2 separate regions of the Zea mays genome follow, and region 1 is linked to region 2. A link is a contact called in public Hi-C data. All regions are on one chromosome and are shown on one strand. The core of a region is the stretch at or near the end of the contact, and the rest is flanking DNA. Distances in the headings are between cores, read along the strand shown. Region 1 has its middle 31 kb from the start of LOC100285616. Region 2 has its middle 34 kb from the start of LOC100278412.

Region 1 (3,570 bases), core at 638-3,137, 180 kb before region 2:
GGAGTTTGAAATAGGAGACGTGGATGATTAAACCGCTGGAGATAGTTTAAGGCCCCGATTAAATGCCTAGAGCTAATAGTTACCTAGCTAAAAAGTTGCTAGTAGAATAAGCTGACTAACAAATAGCTGGCTAACAATTAGTTAATTTTAGCTGGGTCAAACCAGCTAATAACTATGGATAGTTGAGATTATAGCTAATAGTTAGTTAGACTATTAACTTTAGTGCATTCAAACATGACTTAACTTGATTTGGATTCAATTAGTCGAGCGTTGGCACATGAACTCCATGTGAAGATTTTGGGGTTTCGAGCGCTTCAGAATTGTTTCTAGACGTACATAGGCCATTTATCTATCTTGAAGGATATATTTTTTAACTGACTTCCATCTAAACCCTCCTCTCACCGTCTACTCAGTCTATGAAGGCTGCAGCGGTGGCGTGCAAGGAAATGTGTGTGAATTGAGATTACAAACTTTGTATCTATTGAGTATCATATTGGCATCTAGGTATACACTGACGGTCTGTGTCCTTGCTACTAGATTAAAACAGGCAAGAGTACTTATCACATACGTGATTATACTAACCATTCTATGGGAATTTGTTGGATCTCCCCTAAAAACTGGTCCAGACCTTATCCCCTATAAATATATAGGGGTATGGTCGATTGAGTTTAGTGTATGTAGTCTTGTACCTATATTTTGTACTTAAAATCAATCCTTGAGTTTAGTGTTGTACCTACCCTAATTAATTGGTGAACCGGTGAAAGTTGGATTTTGTTAAAAAAAGGTTTTTACATTGTTAAAGTTGCATGGAAAAGCTAACGAGTCTTCATTTCGTCTTCAATGTACTGTAAAGGGGTAGGCCTTATGTTTCCCCACGTTTTTGTTTTGCAACTACCCGAACTTTCGAATTAATGATAATAAATATAGATATACATACAAACTATACACACTATATTTATAGGTTAATTAATTTGAATTACACTATATTTAGACATATATACACACTTTATTTAGTGTATATAGACATACATACACACTAAATAAAATGTCTAAAACGAATTATATTTTAGGATGAATAGAATAATACAAATATGAAAGTATTCTTTTGGAAATAGTTCATGCATTTTCACATTTTTTGGCAATTTTTCACCTAAACCTAGCTAGAGAGAGAGAAACGTCCATGAAGGTTCCAAACAGAGTTGAAAAATTACGGAGACTCATAAGTTATACTGTATGAACATATTTTTGCATTAGTTTTTTTTTGTAAATTAAAGGCTAGTTTAGTAATCCCATTTTTAAAAGAATTTTTCATTTTACCAAGAAAAATTAGATCATTTTCTTTAGAAAAATAAAAATTCCTTAAAATGTAATTGGCAAACTAGCTCTAAGAAAAAGATTCGGACATGTACATGTCTACCACTAGTGAGTTAAAGTCTCGAAAGTCGTAAGCGAGCATAAAGATTGTCCAAATGGCCGGCAAGAAAGGAACAATACACGTATTTGCTTGATCGGTCAAGTAACAGTGACAGAGCTTGATGCAAGGAAGATGCACGTGGTTCACACCGCGTCTAGGGATGGAGACTGATATCCAGATATCCTAAACATATTGTATCTGTATCTGTTTTTATTATAATAAAAAATTATAGATAAGCGAATAATTATATATTATTTTCAAAATCATGTAGATATCTACGCTCAAGGTATCCGTTTTACATTAGTATTCGATAATATTCAAGTTCGAATTGGAATTCAGTGTAAATCCTCTATCGGGCTCGGGCAGGCCTACCAAATAAAAGCATCCATTGACATCGTCCTGTCCTCGTCCCGGCTGCACTGCATCCCACCACCCGCCACCCGTGCTGTCCGCCATCACGAGCGTGCTGTCAGGCTCCGGCACACGTGTCTCTATCCGTGCGGCTGAGGCCTGGGCCCTAGACGACGACACAGTGATCCATAGTTTAGTAACCGGGAACTAGGAACTTAACCACGTTCCTCGTTCCGGAAACGTTCGTTCCGTTCCGGGAACGTGAGAACAATCTCATTTCAGTAGTGTTAAATTCTAGTTTTAGTAGCGTATCGCGTACCACTTCTTGTTCCTCGATCCCAACTATCGGGAACCTGGTTACTAAAGATCCATACGATACGGGGTGTGTCGCCAGGTTCGTCTTGTCCGCCTCAGTCTCTTGTGCGTGCTGACTTCCGATTGGCTATGTATACAGTATGTAATCATCACTCCTCACTCCGAGGCACAGAAGGCCACTCGATCGTCCATTTGTTTTTATTCGTCCTGTTCAGGCTTGCCCATGCTGTCATGCGCCTGCGAGCTGCAAGCCTGCAATGCTGCATGCTGGATCAAATTAAGTGCGAAGTAGGAGTAGGCTATCCTTGAAGGATCAGTTTGGATTCATGATTCCCTGTAGAGATTAGAGGGAATTGAGTAAGAAATAAGTTCATTTTCTCATTAATACTACTCCTCAATTTTCATAGAAAATTAGTGTATCCAAACTAGCCCTAATTATCTACTAGGTGAGTACCCGTGCGTTGCAACGGGAACATATAATAACATAATAACTTATATACAAAATGTGTCTTATATTATTATAAAAAATATTTCATAATCCATTTGTAATCCTAGCCATACATAAATTTTGTTATTTTAATTTAGTTGTTTCACTACTCCATTGCAACCATCAGTATCATGCAGACTTTGATATATGCCACGATTTGCATGGTCTCATTATTGAAGAGCACGTGTCACACCTGCCGGTAGAAGTTCTCTCGTACATTGTCAGTCATCAGGTACGCACCACCATACACGCTTGCTTAAACAAAAAAACAAGTGTATGTGTTTGCGAAGAGAATTAAAGGCAGGCCGGCACAAAAGCTACCCTGACGATGGCGAGTGGTCATTGTTGTCGGTCCTCCTCTGCGTCACCTCTGGTACCAAGATGATGCCATAGTCCTTGATATAGTAGTCGTCGAACGCGCATGACATGGCGAGTGCCGATGACTCTTGGCTGGGCTGCCAAACGAAGTGCACCCCGGGCTCATCAGCGAGGTAGTACACCTAGTCGTTGCACCACCGGATGTGCTACTCTTCTACATAAATCTTGTTCGAGGACACTCACACAACGTCAGCAACGACCGTCGTCCTAGCGCACAAGAATTCATGGCCGGTCAGTAGTGACTTACGTGGGAGGTTGAGCTTCAGGTGGATGATGAGCTGGACGGTGTGACGGCGCCGTTGTCGGAAGCGGTGCCCAGAACAACCCGAGAGTCGCCGGCGTTGGCGACGGCCATGAGGTCCCCCTATTTGAAGATGGACAGCGCGGTGCAGCCGCTCTGGACCGTGTCCAAGCGGCGGCTGCGCCGGAGCTTGCCGAACACAGCGACGCATGCAGTCACGTAGTACTGCTTCAGAGGTCGAACTGGCAGTCGCCAAGCTTCTTTTCGTCGTCGATGAGCGACGCCAATGCGAGCGCCTCCTGCCAGTGGTGTTTGTTCGGGGTTTCCAAGTAAGAAACATGGATTCATCTTTGGCATTGGTTTATGAAAATGACTCACAAGTCA
Region 2 (3,876 bases), core at 503-3,002:
ATTTAGGATCGCTGCAACACTCATGCGACTAGACTCGTAAGGACCAGTTTATGATATATACTGATACTAAATATGCTACAGTGTGTAGATAATTATGCAATTCGGTAAACTGACTAAAAATCTGTTAGCAGCTGCATGCGCACGAATTTATGATGGAAAGAATGTACAATGAAAGAAAATGAATTGCATGCATAGGAACAAAAAATTATATTTAATATTTTATTTCCTTCATAAATATAAGATCCCTCCAATAGCCATGCAGCTAAACACATTAGAATTAGTTTATGATATATACTGATAGTAATTATACTACACAGTGTAGATATTTATGCAATTTTGTATACTGCGTAAAAAATCTGGCATGTTGTTCACTGGTGGACGCATCTACAGGTTGAAGCGTAAAAACCTTAAGTTTTGAGTATAAAATCCATCAATTATAAGCGTAAATATCGAGCCAATGTGAGAGGTTGATAGCTCTATTAGGTTATTATTACGATCCTATTTTTATGGTAGATCCGAAAAACATGGCAGCCGCATGCATGCGATTTCTATTTTTATATAGATCCAAAAATTATGGCAAATCGTGTGAGTTTCCATTGCATGCGTGTAAATTTTGGATTATATTTTCCTTTTTAGTTCATGCGCGCAAAAAATGGATGACATGAGTCACATGGAGCATAAATTCTCATACAACGTCGCATAAATACTTACACCGTGTAGCATAATATATCAGTTCAACTAAGAACGCCAGCAAAAATTAGAGATGGTTTTATGGCAGACGTAAGAATCTAGCATTTCCGAACATAAGTGATTCGGTTTGATTTTTTATGATAATTACGAACAACATAAGGAATTGTCTTTTCAATGTGCATGCAAAAAATATGCATGCAGCAAACTGATATACGAACTCCGTGTTCAAGCATAAAATCATACAGTTTTTAGCGTAAATAATATACATGTGGTAGGCATAAAACATAATAATTAAAAAGAAAACACGAATCAGATGAGGTAGTGGCCGGAGGACGTCGTCGATGACACAAGCACAAATGCAAGTCGTCACTCGGGTCGCCCAAACTGCGCCGGATCGGAGGATGTCACGCGCGATCATCGTTGCGCGCACCTCACGCCTTCCGTGACGCCACTCGCTCGAACCTCGCGCCTCATGCGTCACAGTCGCCACTCGCACGTCGAGGGGCGATGCTTGCTCACCGGCCTTGGAAGTGCCACCGCCTCGGGGCCCTTGGGACGCTGCCGCTTGCCCGCACAAGGGTCCCGCTGTCGCTCGCCCTCTGGATCGGGGAGCCGCCGCCGCAGACCTGGGAACCGCCGCCACTACTCCGGATCGAGGAACCACTGCCACTGCGCGTCGAGGTCAGGGAGCCGCGGCCACCGGCTAGGAGTCCACCGCCGCTCACGCTCTCGGGCAACCGCCGTCGTCGCACGCGCCGTCGCTAATGAATCGGGTGGAGCGTGAAAAACTGAACCCTAACACTCCGGGTCTTGTTTTATAGACGTCCGGACCTGGTCCGGCTCGACCGGATTGCACCGTCCGACCTGGGCTTCCTCTAGTTATTGGAAGCCCAGGGCTCTTAATATATAAACTATATATATATATAAGAAAAAATGGGAAAATAAAATGAAAACAGAAAAGAGAAAAAGAAAGAGGACAAACCAACGCTTGGGCCGAAACTCCCCAATCGGCCCATAACTGTGTGCGTGCCTGCTCGACACACCACTTTGATGGGTGGCCCCTGTGGGCAGCCTCTTCATGCACAACCGTCGCCAACACATGGACACGGTTGCTCAGCTCATTCGTTCACCTCTTACCGTCGATGCAGAGATGAGTTGGGAACATAATCACCTGGATTTCCATACTATTAAAATCCTAACTAACCCTCGTATATATCAATACATTGGCCTTCTCCTTTGGTCATTGCAGCGTGTGGACTCATTGCCATGGCTGCCAAGCGTAGAGAGATCCCCGTCGAGCAAAGAGACGGGGGAGGAGAGAGAGTCAGCGCGCACGGGATCTCAACCACGCTATCCCTCCACCCTTTGTGGGTGGCCGTGGAGTTTAACTTGGGTGCAAGCACTACCGGAATCTGGAACTTTGTCGAGTGTCGGCCTCTTTACCGAGTGTTTTTTGTCGGGCACTCAGCAAAGGTTGCTTTGCTGAGAGCCGCACTCGGCACAGTCCCGCTCTCGATAACAAGCTAGTTTACCGAGTGCAGGACACTCGGCACAGGAAAACTCTCGGCAAAGACAAGTTTGCCGAGTGGCAAACACTCGGCAAAGGTAGCACTCGGCAAAGGGCCGTCAGCGGCCATTCTAAAGCTGACGGTCGTCAGCCTTTGCCAAGGGCCGAGGGTCAGCACTCGGCAAAGTGGTTTCTTTGCCGAGTGCCAAATATTTGGCACTCGGCAAAGTACTCTTTACCGAGTGTCTTCTGTGGACACTCGGCAAAGCATATTTTTATTTTTTAAAGTTTGTCCACCAAACTTTTTGTGGTATGTTCCTACACTATGTAGACCTACATGTATCATTTATGGACAATTATAATAGAGTTTTCAATCGGTAGTAGATTTAGTTCGTTTATTTGAATTTCTTCGAAAAATTCAGATTTGACCTGCAGGTCACTCGAAACTTGAAAAACCGTGCATGCAAAAATGATATCCATGCTACTTAGCACAAGTTATGACCGATTCCAAGAGCGGACCAGAAACTTCGAGCAACATGCTCACTAAACATGGTCGTGAACTTGCCATCCACATGTTTAAAAATTGTATAAAATACAAACAAAGTCAGAAAATCATAAACTTATACACGTGTCATGATGTCATATATAGATGCTGTGATAAAAATTTGAGAAAGTTTCGAGAATGTTGAGACGTACTATGTGTAGAAACCTAGGAGAACTACACATGAAATCATAGAGTTTCAATGTAGTTCTCCTAGGTTTCTACACATAGTACGTCACAACTTTCTCGAAACCTTCTCAAATTTTTATCACAACCTCTACATATGATATTATGACATGTGGACAAGTTTCATGATTTTCTAACTTTGTTTGTGTTTTATATAATTTTTAAACAGCTGGATGGCAAGTTCACGGCCATGTTGTCCAGCAGCAGGCGGCACAGCAGGACGACGACGACCAGCAGCAAGACGACGACGAAGCTCAGCAGATCGCCTCAGGTTCTGGCGCCTCAGGTTCGAGGAGCATCTACCTACGAGGTCCCGCGAGTCTGCCTCAGCGTCCCATACTTCAGGACAGGCGTCCGCTGATTCGGCCAGATGGGGAGAGGCATGTAACTTTATGTTCTTCATTCTTGTTCAAAATCATAATATAAACTAATACTTTTTATTTATCACTTGGACAGGTCTTGGACGGTTGTGTATTATGCTAGGGGTCATCGTCGCCTCCCCAATGACATCCTCAGCCTGCTATGCAGGGAACACTTCCCTGGACTGGTTGAGTACGCTGGAGTGACGGGTCCAGCCTACACCTTCGACCACTACACCGTCGCCCCCAATGCAGTAGACCGGGACGGCCGGGAATTCAATAACAAGGCGGAGCGAGTGAAGCAAGAGTTGTGGGTAAGTCTTAGTATAATGTAAAATATGTCGCATTCATTGCAAATTCTTGAAATAATGTATGAATACATCGTTTTTGTATGCAGGATTTCTTCAGATGCGAGGCTAGATACGAGGCTAGGGCGGATGTGGTGGCCACCACGAGCTGTAAGAAGCTCGTCATGGACATGCACTATGAGGCCCGAATCCAGGCCATCGTCAGCTACCACGCCTCCGTCCTTGGGGAGAGGGTGACCAAGAAGCAAGCCCGAACCATGTCGTTGACCAGGGACCAGTACCTGC

Evidence for each region. A called contact is a pair of places that touch in the nucleus more often than the background predicts.
Region 1: a Hi-C map of leaf shows a contact between it and region 2, with 2.5 times the contacts expected there. The contact joins two enhancer-like sites.

What each region holds. Positions count from the first base shown.
Region 1 is chr4:227,484,353-227,487,922 of Zm-B73-REFERENCE-NAM-5.0, reverse strand. No RefSeq gene overlaps it. Among protein-coding and RNA genes, the nearest start is that of LOC100285616, 31 kb to the left of the region's middle. Within about 2 kb of position 1,887, at least 17 of the 20 cell types and tissues checked have an H3K27ac peak or open chromatin away from gene starts, as enhancers often do. A contact at or near this core is called in leaf, where this site is marked.
Region 2 is chr4:227,301,882-227,305,757 of Zm-B73-REFERENCE-NAM-5.0, reverse strand. No RefSeq gene overlaps it. Among protein-coding and RNA genes, the nearest start is that of LOC100278412, 34 kb to the right of the region's middle. Within about 2 kb of position 1,752, at least 6 of the 20 cell types and tissues checked have an H3K27ac peak or open chromatin away from gene starts, as enhancers often do. A contact at or near this core is called in leaf, where this site is marked.